2 separate regions of the Ovis aries genome follow, and region 2 is linked to region 1. The links are chromatin contacts, called in public Hi-C maps. All regions are on one chromosome and are shown on one strand. Each heading gives the region's core, a stretch centred on a gene start, on an enhancer-like site or on the middle of the called end of the contact. The rest is flanking DNA. Distances are from core to core; before and after follow the strand shown. Region 1 overlaps ATP8A1 (ATPase phospholipid transporting 8A1). Region 2 has its middle 68 kb from the start of GRXCR1.

Region 1 (5,625 bases), core at 1,026-3,525:
AAATAAACTCGTCGTTCTAAATGAAAATGTAAACCATGGCGAGGATTTTAAAGTAAGACAAAAAACCCAATATGTACTGAAATTAAGCTTATAAAATGTTATTCAATAATTCTAAAATTAATTATATTCCTATTAACCCTAGTTCTTGGTAGCATACTTTCCCAACATCTGTTCCAGATATTTCACTAAAAAATGTTTATGTTATAGCCTCCAAACAGATTTAGCAAATTAATGAAAATAAATGTAAAGGAAATTTACACTGTGTGGTTATGTTTCAGGAGCATTTTTCTGTAGCTCTGTAGAGTATACAAACAGTGGCAGAAGGTGGCAGTGCTGAGCTAAAAAAAATAAAATTTATGGAGCTGTCCCTGAAATCTTAGGTAGTCCACAGACCAAGGACTCTTAAGTTGATTGGTATAGATTTTATTATAGATACATAGCTGCATAAAATCAGCAAGCCTAAACTTTGAACTAAATGTTCATAAAATGATTAAAGGTTATTCAACAGGACATCAGGGCTATTCAACGGATTTGTCTGTTTTTATTCAGCAGATTTTAAGAAATATTTTACAGCATTGTTATCCTGCCTGATTAGTAAATTTTTTTCAAAGTAGTGAAATGCATCTAACAAAACAATAAAATGCAAACCTTTTAAATGGATCAACGAGACAGAAAGATCCATGCAGCTTACCATTCATCAGGAGAGCAGCCATAATCCTCAGGTTCAGGGACATGGCTTCAGAAAGCAAGAGGAGGGACACAAAGAAAGGAAAAAATAATCAAAGAAAGGCTGGAAACACAAAAGCATGAATAAGGGAAGAACTGAGAGATGGGTCAGTTAAGGAAATAAACTTTTAGCTGATTTGGAAAGAATGGCAGTTAGTATAGAAAGTATAATTTATGGTAACTAAGCAGATTTACTAAGTTGTTCTTTCGTTGGATAGCCAACTTGCCTCTTCACCATGAAATTTCCCAATTTTATGCACAGAAACCAGTATTCAGTAGAAAATATTAAACTTAAGAGTTTAAACACAGGCTAAAGCCAATGGAAAATTCATCACACAATGCATAATGAGAATAAAGTGTTTTAATAAAAAAAAGCGTGTTACTAAGAACAAACTGTCACACTGATAAAATCTGCTAAGTGCATTTCAGAAACGTATTTGATTGCCATGCAGGGGTGGCTCTTTACACAGGTATAGTAAAGTAAAAGTTAATCACACTGCTACAGCTAAAGAGCACCACAGTGTGAAAGATAAGCATTTTAAAAGATACTCAAAAATGCTCATTTAAACCATAACTCAGCCGTTAAAACAACTTATTACGTCAAAAAGAAAACACAGTCATCAATACTTCATTTTCGTCCATCAGCTCATCGGAGCACTGGATCTGTGAATAGCTTCCATTTCAACCAACCAGTGATGTGACCGAAGGGGTCCGTAATACATGACGGAGCAGATTTTATTTTACTTATTTATGTATTTATTTACTAAAATTTTCTTTTTATTGTTTAGATTTTTTTTCTCGCTGTCTTGAGACATACAACGCTGTGCAAGTGCAAGGTATACAGTGTGATTTGATACTAATATATCTTGCAAAGTGATTACCATTACGTGCATGTGGGCTAAGTTGCTTCAGTTGTGTCTGACTCTTTGTGGCCCTATGGACTGTAACCCCCCAGGCTCCTCTGTCCATGGGATTTTCCAGGCAAGAATACTGGAGTTGGTTGCCATGCCCTTCTCCAGCAGATCTTCTCGACCCAGGGATTGAACCTGCGTCTCTTACGTCTCCTGCAAATCATAGTTTTAGCTAACACTCCCACCCATCACCTATTTACCATTTCTTTTTTTTTTTTTATGGTGAGAACACTTAAAATCTACTCTCTCAGCAGCTAAAACAGATTTCCTTATCTCTCGTTTCTTTCATTATACAAGGTCATTCAATAGTTTTCCTTTAAATTAAATATATCAGATGTAGGTAGAGTTTAAAGATGCAGAGTTCAGTATAACATCACTGTTTTTGATAAATATACAATGTTCACTGAAAACTGGGGAAAATCCTCTCACTTCCTAAATGGCCTCTGTTTCTTACCCTTCCACCAAACTGGCCATGCATGGACCTCATCACTCTAAGGGACCTCCAAAGCATCAACTGTCTCTGGTGCAGGCTCCACCCACCACCTTCACTCCAGTCACAGTTGGGGCAGTCTCCTTACTCACTGTCCTCTCTTCTAACAAAGGATGTTTTTAGATGCTTGAGGGGAAGGTCTAAATGAGCCCTCAGTGAGCCCAGAAAAAGCCATGGCCTCCTGCCAAGCTCTGAAAACTAGCTGCAGCCCAGTGCTCTAGGCAATCACTTCTCATCAACCTCAAGGCTTAGATGAGTCCTTGAACTACAGCAAGGGAGGGTCTGACGCTACCCAAGCAAAAACACGGCACCAAGGTTCTGCCAAGTTGCCCTGGTGGTGTACAGCAGCCCTGGATCTCCTACTGGGAGAGGGGCTGGAGCCTCAGAGCTCAAGGCTCAGGGCTGCACTCCCTGGGTGTGGTTCAACCTTGGCAGATGTTCAGGGCTATTCTGAATGAGAAGAGCAGCGGGTGATCCATACATCTGTTACTTTATTCTGTCTGCATGAGTTTCCCCAAGATCACGGCTCTAGTAGCTCTGATATGTACCTTCTGTCTGGTTATTTGCCATGGGAGGTCAGTGCTGTTACATCTGCTTGGGAAGTTCTTAAACTCATTCTTGATCTCAGTGTGAAGCATCCCAGTGCCTGGTCTCAGTGATGAGATCACACCCCTCTACCCTGTCCTCAATCACAGCCTCAATAAACCTTTGTACTGCATTCTGATTTTATAATTGTCTGCATGGTGATTTAATTACATCCATTAACCTCCAATTAGACTATAAACTTCAGGGGGGTGGAAGCCAGGTGAACTTTGGCTTATCATTAAATTCCCAACATCTAACAAAGTACTACATGTTGTACATAGAGACGAACACTTGTTGAGGCATGAGAATAAATGAATGGTTTTTACCCAGCTTTATCCACCAGTCACAGTGAGAAGTGAGATATATTTATTGGTTATAGTATAGACCTTGGGGCAATTTTGATAATTGTGAAGTTTCTCATGGTGAATTTCCTCTCAGACTTAAAGAAGTTGCCCACTCTTTCAGCAAACATTGCTAAACAAAATATTGTCAAGTAAAACTACTCACATGCTATTTTCACATGTAAATAAAGATTATTATTAGGAGCATTTGGGTTTCACTTAAAGGGAAAAAGTCAATGAAATGTTTTTAATACTGATTAAAATGACTTGCCCATGTGAAAATATAATATTAATTTGCTTTACAGTCTTAAAAAAACAAAACAAAAAACTTTCCAGTTCATCAGCTCATTCTAATAGTAAGATTTTAAATTATCAACAAAGAAGGTACTTAGGACTATAGCCGAGAATAGTCACTGTGTTGAGAATTCTACCCACTGAACATAAAAACCTCATTACCTATTTCTGGCTTTCAAGTAACTGTGATAAAACTGAATTAGTATAAGAAGTAATTTGTTGAAATTATGCTTTAGTAAATGTTTAACAGCAGAATTTCTAGTTTGTAATAAGTTAAATTTATAAATATGATATTACAATTTATTTACATTTAACTAAAATCTAATGAAACAGTCTAACAAGTTTAATTATGGTGGTACTTCTGACAAAGTTAATCTTTACAAAATAAACATCATTGCTAAGTGTGTACTAGGTGTGTACAAATCTTTTATTTCATTGACCATCACGAATCCAATTTAGGGCCAAAGTTAAAAGAAATGAGGGAAAACTTACTAAGACTAAATTTTGGAGCTTTGTTTTAAGTGTTAAATATCTTCTTCCTACAAATCTATAAAATGCACTGAATGAGGTAAAGATTATACTACCAAGAGACTTCAAGTCTTGTCTTTCAAACTGATAAAAGCCAACAGAACTCATCTTGGACTCTAAGGTAGAAAGAGATTTTATTTTCTTAAAAAGTGCTTAAGAAGCATCAGCTCTGAAATCATAACCCCAAAGGCATTTGTTAGTATATAAAACTATGTGTTATTTTCCTTTGTTTGGCTAAATTCTGAGGAGACAATCTCTGTTTTCTTCTTCTGGAGGTGAAAGTACATATGTGTATTAATAAGAGCTTCCCGTGTTAAACAATGCAAAACACTTCCATGGGCAGACGGGACAGTATAACCATGTCATGGTTCCTTTAACCCAAGAGCATCCAGAGGAAATGCCCACAGAAAGGTGGTTTTCAGTCATTACTTTTTCCTGTGGAGTTTGACAGAATTAAGCAATAGCTGTGTGTCTCTCCTATCGTAGTCAACTGAGTAGTCTAAAGTCTCTGTTTCTCTAAAGCTTTCATGTATCAACAACTCTCTGCAATGCTGACATCCCAATTGTCCATCAGAAATGCTTAGGGGAGGGGATAGGACAATTACTTGTGTCAATAACTTTATGAGTTTTCTAGTATTGTTTCTTAAAGAAAAGGAGCCTTTGTACTTTTAAGTATTGTATAAATTTATCATATTGGATGACAGTCTGAGGTTTCTGAACTGGAAATTTCCAGAACATCTATATCTCTATGCAGGTACCATAAGTATAAAGTAGTAAAAGGAAAAAAAAAAAAAAATTCAATCAGGGTTAAGGATCCTATAAGCACATATATGATTTACTGGAAGTAGTTTAACAAGTTTCACTCAATAAGGCTCTTGGTATTCTTGAAAATATGATACATTATTCAAAGAGAAACCCATTTTTATTTCACAGTTAAAAACTGCAAATAAAGGTATCACTATTTTTAAATTTCTAAACATCACAGAATTTCAGATCTGAAAAGAATCTTGGAGATCATCTGGTCTCACCATTCTCATTTAAAAGAGTTCGGAATATTTGAATGGAACTGTCTAAGGTCATGCAGTGAATTAATGACAAAGCTAGGACTATGACTCATGTCTTGCAACTGCAGCTCCATGTTAAGAGATGTGGATTTTCCCAAGAGGAAATTTGTTTCATTGGAAACAATCTAAATCATGACAATACTTAACTCTCTTTAACATGTACCAGTCTCAAACCCATTCTATCATAATACATAATACATGTGTTCATGACAGTATCACCTAGACCACATAAAGAACATTGCTCTTTAGAACTACTGCCTATAAGTGCTTAAGAACTTGTTCCAGGAATAAGGAAAACCTTGTAAAATGCAAAAGAACACCTAGCTGTTATTCTGGTTCTCTGTTCTGATAGGTTCACAATCAATAATTACTAATTTGAAGAACTTGGTTATTCAACTGAACAAAATAAAAAACAGATGTCAATTCCCAAAACAGAACCCTCTAAAAATAACATTTTTGAACGCAAGCAGAATGTGCATAAAAACAAACATCACCATAAATTTGTCACCCAGTTTAATACGACAAACTCTAGAATCACAATAGGCTCTTCCTTCTCTCATCAGGGATAACTGTGGGTCAAATACATAAGTGCAAAATGTCAGAGAGAGTGGCACACCTCTTCTACACCAGCATCAAAACAAAGAGGCCTGAAGCAACTGGGGGAGGAGAGAGGAAGGTCTCTTTTG
Region 2 (5,779 bases), core at 261-2,760, 230 kb after region 1:
TAATTGATGGTACTGGTAATTGATCTGTTCATATTTTCTGTTTCTTCTTGATTCAGTTTTGGGAGACTGTACCTTTATAAGACTGTCCATTTCTTCTAGGTTGTCCATTTTAAGGTGTATAGTTGCTTGCGGTAGTCTCTTATGATCCTTTGTATTTCTGTAGTGTCAGTTGTAACTTTCCCTTTCCCATTTCTGATTTTTATTGATTTGAGTCCTCTCCCTTTTTTTCTTAACGAGTCTGGCTAAAAGTTTGTTAACTTTATTTTTTCAAAGAACTAGTTTTATTTATATTTTCTATTGTTTTTTAATCTCTATTTCATATTTCTGCTCTGATCTTTATGGTTTCATTTCCTTCTATTAACTTTTGGTTTTGTATTGTCTATATGGTGAGTTTAAGGACAATGAAGGATATGATCTCCAGGTACAAAACACTTGCTTGTATCATTCCTAATTTATATCACTTCACCAAGCAACTCAGAGTTTCACCTTTAAGTTAATAAAGAGACATTATGCTCAATGAGATAAGTACAATGGTGTTTTCAGGAGATGGTGGGAGAGATAGGACAGATGATGTTTAAGAGTAAAAACTTATGAGTAGTAAATCCTAAAGATCTAATGCACAGTATAGTGAATATAACAATGATGTTGTACTATAATCATCAAAATTACTAAGAGACTAAGTCTTAATTATGCCAACCACTAGAAAGAAATGATAATCACATCAGGTGATATAAGTGCTAATTATCACTATAATGTTAATCATATTCCAATATATAAATGTATCAAATTGTTGTACTTGTATAAATGTACACCTTACATTTATACACTGTTAGCTGTCAAATATATTTCAATTAAAATATTAGATCTAAAAAATAAATATGATAAAAATGTTAAAAATAGCAAAGCTTTAGCAGAACATCATATCTTTTTAGGTTGGAAGCTAGCAGCTTAGGGTTTGAGGGAAGAAGGGTTAGGAGGGGTAGGTTTTCCAGTTTGTCCAGGTAGCTCACATATTTTCATCTACACTTCATTCAGCAGAGATTTTGCAATGTTTTCACCAGGGCAACTTGAACTCATGTTGCTGATTTCTATAGTAAAAGGCCAGACTATAATCTCCCAGACTAATGTGGCAAGATGCAAGAGCCAACCTGGAAGGTTTTCTTCTCTTATGACTGGTTTTGGCTGTCATTGGCCCCAGGCTGCAGTCAGTCTTCTACCTCTCACACCCAGTCCAGTTAGAAAAAGCATTTGATCCCCAGGGTTTCATGAGCATATGCATTTTGTATGTGCATTAGTTACTGTAACTCATACTCCCCTCTTGCTTCTATATTGGTCTCAGATTGAGCAGAGGAACTCAGCAAGCCAGGCTGTTTTGCCCTGTGTTCTGCAACTAGGACACCATGACTGTCCTCTCACTTCCTAATTTGCTGATTTGACTTAGTAGTCCTGACATGCCCTGGGAGCATTTAGACTCAGAGAAGAACTTTCCATCTTTGGCACATTCTCAATGCTGTGACAAAGAACACAGTCACAGCTGATTGCTCTGCTGGGCTTTGGCTGGGGGACTTGTTATTAACTAGGCTCAAATGAAATTTTCAAAGAAAAGGATATTTTTCACATTGGCATTTAAGAAATTGTGCTACAGGAAGTGGTATATACTTGTCCCTTTTCTTGATAGAGAACACAAAGTACTTTGGATTGTTCATTGCTCCCTCAATGCACTTTGGCAAAAGAAAAGCTGAAATTTTAAATTTATTGCCAGTCCTAGAGAAGAGCTTACTAAATTCTTCCCTCAGCTCAAATGTAGCCCCTAAACTATTATTAATTATATTAGTTATATAAATAGACTCTAAAGTGATCAATTACTAAATTAAATTAAAACATTCCTCTGGATTACTTTTATTCTGTTGTACTTGGTTTAGACCTGATGGGTTTGTATAAAATGCTGGCCATCATAGCCACTCGCAGTTATCAAATGAAACCAATGCATTACTTCATAGAGGGTATTAGACCTTGCATTGAGGTGTGTATGGAAGTGTATAAACAAGTGCAAAACAAGTGGTTGCCTTTCCCATTGGCCTAATTAGTCTCTCTCAAGTACAGATATAAGTTTTGCCTCTCATAGAATCACTGTTATTTTTTATGTCAAGGACTGCATTTCCTATTTTTGGTGTTTTTGGTTCTCTTTGTCACTGAAAGGGGAATGTAACAATTTAAGACAGTTGAGATTAGGTTTAGCAAAGTCTCAGCTATGGATGGAGATCATTTTTGCCTGCAGTTATTAAACGTGAAATTCAATCACTAAATGACTTATTCTCTCCAGTGGACACCCTCAGCAGATGACAAAAAGAACAACTAACTTGGGTGCTCATCAAAGATGACCTTAAAATATTCTCTTAAACTTTCTCACTTAATAGCACAACAAATGTTTCTTGAGCATCTACTGTGTGTCAGGCAGTCTTCTAGACCCGAGGATGATACAAATGGAAACAAGTTAAATTCTTCTCCCATTATTAACAGGGAGACAAAATGAAGAAAGTATGCAGTAGCAATAAGTTCTGTAAACATACTAACAGGGTGAGATGACAGTGACTGGGGACCCACTTCAGCTTGGGGTGGTAAAGGTAAGACATGTGCAAAGTGGCATCTGAGCTGACCCCGGAGTGACATGCAAAGATGGAGACAGAGCATCCCAGGTGGAAGGAGGAGCAAGTACAGAAGCTCAGAGGATTGCATTTTTATGAAGGTGACTAGAATCACTGTGGATTGAACTGAGTTATGGAGGGAGAGAGCAGTATGGGATAAGATTGAAGAGGTGGATAGAAATCATTTCATTCAGGGCTTTGGGGCCCTGACCAAGAGTTTAGATGTTATTCTAAGGATAATGGGGAGTACTTCCAATCCTTTAGCAGTCCTGCCATCTGTGCCTTTAAAATGTATTCAAAATATGACAACTGCTCACCCTTATACCAACACTTCTACTTCTTTTAATCAGAAAATGTCAGGATCAAATGCAGCTAAAAAACCACAAACAGTTCTGATGTGTGCAGAATGGATTATGGAGAGGTGAGTATAGAATAGAGGTATCAGTCAAGAGATGATTTTGTGGTCCAGATGGGAGGTAATATTGACTTGGATAAAGGTGGCAGTGATGGAGGTGGTAAAAAATGGCCACATTGAGGTTATATTTTGAACTAGCCCCATCACCATAAAACCTGAGACTGTGAAACACGTGGAGAGCAGTTTTCCTGGGTTCCTTTACCCTGTCACTTTCCACCCAGGCGTCCCTTCCCAATAAAGTCTCTTGGTTTATTATCAGCATGTGTGTCTCCTTGGATGATTCATTTCTGAGAGTGAGGCTAGAATCCACTCAGGCCCTCAATGGGGTCCCTCTTGCTGCAACACCTAAGTTGGACTCTGCTGAAGCAGTGACTGTTTTGTCTCATCTTTTATTTTCTGTTTATTTATTAAATTTACTTACTTATGTATCTTTAAGGAAATCTCATAGACAAATAGGGGACCTGGTCTTTGGCTCAGACAGGACAGACTGACCTTGGAATGGAAAGAGCTACGGGTTCTTGAACTGGCTTCTTGCCTCAAGTATCCTTTTTTGGACCAAGAGAAAATGTGTTTCCTGCTCTAGGCTCTAGGCTTTGTTTGCCAGACCAGCTGTGAACACTTGTTACAGCCACACAGATGCTGTTCACAGCATGCCTGTGACTGGTTGGAGATTGCTTAGAAGAAACTGCCAGTGGCTTGCTTGACCTCGCTCTCTTTGTTTTGATAATTCTGTCCTAATAATCCAACAACATCGACATTTGACCATGGTACCAGTCAAGACCTGATCTATCTTGTCTTCTGGTTTTCTTCTTTATTAAATGGAAGTATTGTTGTTACAATATTGTGTTAGTTTCAAGTGTCCAGCAAAGTGATTCAGCTTTATATATGTATTTTTAGATTACTTTCATTATAGGTTATTATAAGCTATTGAATATTGTCCCTTGTGTTATACAGTAAATCCTCACTGCTTATCTGTTTTCTTCTTAAGATCTGAATGAATGACCTCTTTGTGTGTAGGTGTGTGTGTATGTAAATGGTTGTGGTCATAGTTTCAGTGTGTCTCTCTGACACCCAAGACCTGTTATCACAAACTACAACCTTTGGCCATTTTTTCTGAAGATGAATGAAAAGAAATAGTTCAGAGTGAAAAAACATAGTTCAAAGTTTTATCTGCATAGGTAAATTTATAGTGGTCCCTTTTTATCTTACAATGTTCCTCAGATAAGTTGGTTCCTTTTTAGCTTTCAGAGGGATGGCACAATAAATTAGAATTTCTGTCTCAGCTGCCCTTTTGGCAAGAGTAAAGTTGCCTGTGTAAAGATGAATAAAGAGGGAGGCAGGGACCCAGAGAGTAGAGAATGGGAGGTGTAATTTATCTGTACACGCTGGACACTGCCCTCTTCATAGCAACAGCAATAAAGAAAAAAAAATGTTTCCAAGTGAACATGAAAAAACAGTTGTGTGTCTCAGATGTTAAAGTATGTAGTTGTCTGTTGTGTAGTTGCTAAATCATGTCAGACTCTTTTGCAACCCCATGGACTGTAGCACATCAGACTCCTCTATCCACGGGATTTCCCAGGTAAGCATACTGGAGTGAGTTGCCATTCCCTTCTTCAGGGGATCTTACCCGACTCAGGGATCAAAACCACGTCTCTTGCATGTCTTGCATCTCCTGCACTGGCAGGCGGATTCTTTACCACTGAGGTACCTGGGAAATGCATACTTTTCACAAATACCTTTTCTGATCTAATGTCCTAAAGGAACTGTGCTTTTGAGATATCTTAGTTCTGTTCATATGTAAATGTAGCTGTGGACCTTTCCTTTGTTTTGAGCTCCCTGCAAGAAATTCCAGTTATAGGTTGGAAAAAGGATAAGGCAAGTGGAGACGTATCTGAAGGCTATGGGGCAGGTGGAATTGGGAATTACTCAAGTCTTGTTAAGTTAAAGCATCTACATATGAATAGACTTTGTGTTTATACATATATGTGTGTATATATCTATATACATACACACAAGACTCTGCAGTTCCACGTCTAGATTTGTTGTTTAATATTTAAGGACATTAGTCTGATGAGAAGGCTTTGCTTTCAGAAGCTGTCGCAGGTCCCAGATGACAGAGCCGCTTGTCCCCCACGTGGCAGTTTCTGGGTACTGCAGCTACAACCCAGCAAACAGCCGTTCAGAGCATGACAGCTTCTCATCCCACGAGAAAGCACGTCTCATTTGGGTACTAAACCTGGTGACACGTGAAAGGAGATGTATGATATTTATAAAACTGAATGTTTAGAAAGCTCAGCAATGCCACATCAAATGCTTGGAGATACCCAAGGGGCAATGAGTGAAGCATGGTGCCGAGCGCAGTGCTGACCTTCCTTTCATTGGGAACCAGAGCTTCACACCACGCTAAGCATTTTGCTACCTATGAAACCCACATTTGAATCAATCACTGGGAGCAGAGCCAGTTGGACCATGTGGCTCTGTAAAGTCCAGCCGGGTGATGGATGGTAATATTTTTTTGGAATGACTTAAGGAAACCCAGAGGACTGTTGACAGGCAGGGGGTCCTGACATTATTAGATTTCTTCTGATATGTCAGTGCTGCCAGTGAATTTTAGTTTTCCCCAAGGTTCTTTTTGATCTTGGAGGAAACACTGAATAAGCTTCTGGACTGCCAAATTTGCAGTGAGTTCAACTGATATTTCTTTTTGAGACTTTAAAGG

Evidence for each region. Hi-C and Micro-C count contacts between places; a contact is called where the count stands out from the background.
Region 2: a contact with region 1 is called in a Hi-C map of hypothalamus, with 7 times the contacts expected there. The contact joins two enhancer-like sites. A contact is called at or near these places in 2 of 16 Hi-C or Micro-C datasets (hypothalamus and muscle).

What each region holds. Positions count from the first base shown.
Region 1 is chr6:62,092,841-62,098,465 of ARS-UI_Ramb_v3.0, forward strand. The region is part of intron 14 of ATP8A1 (ATPase phospholipid transporting 8A1); the gene reads right to left. Among named protein-coding and RNA genes, the nearest start is that of ATP8A1, 87 kb to the right of the region's middle. Within about 2 kb of position 2,276, at least 10 of the 54 cell types and tissues checked have an H3K27ac peak or open chromatin away from gene starts, as enhancers often do. A contact at or near this core is called in hypothalamus, where this site is marked.
Region 2 is chr6:62,323,766-62,329,544 of ARS-UI_Ramb_v3.0, forward strand. No RefSeq gene overlaps it. Among named protein-coding and RNA genes, the nearest start is that of GRXCR1, 68 kb to the right of the region's middle. Within about 2 kb of position 1,511, at least 11 of the 54 cell types and tissues checked have an H3K27ac peak or open chromatin away from gene starts, as enhancers often do. A contact at or near this core is called in hypothalamus, where this site is marked.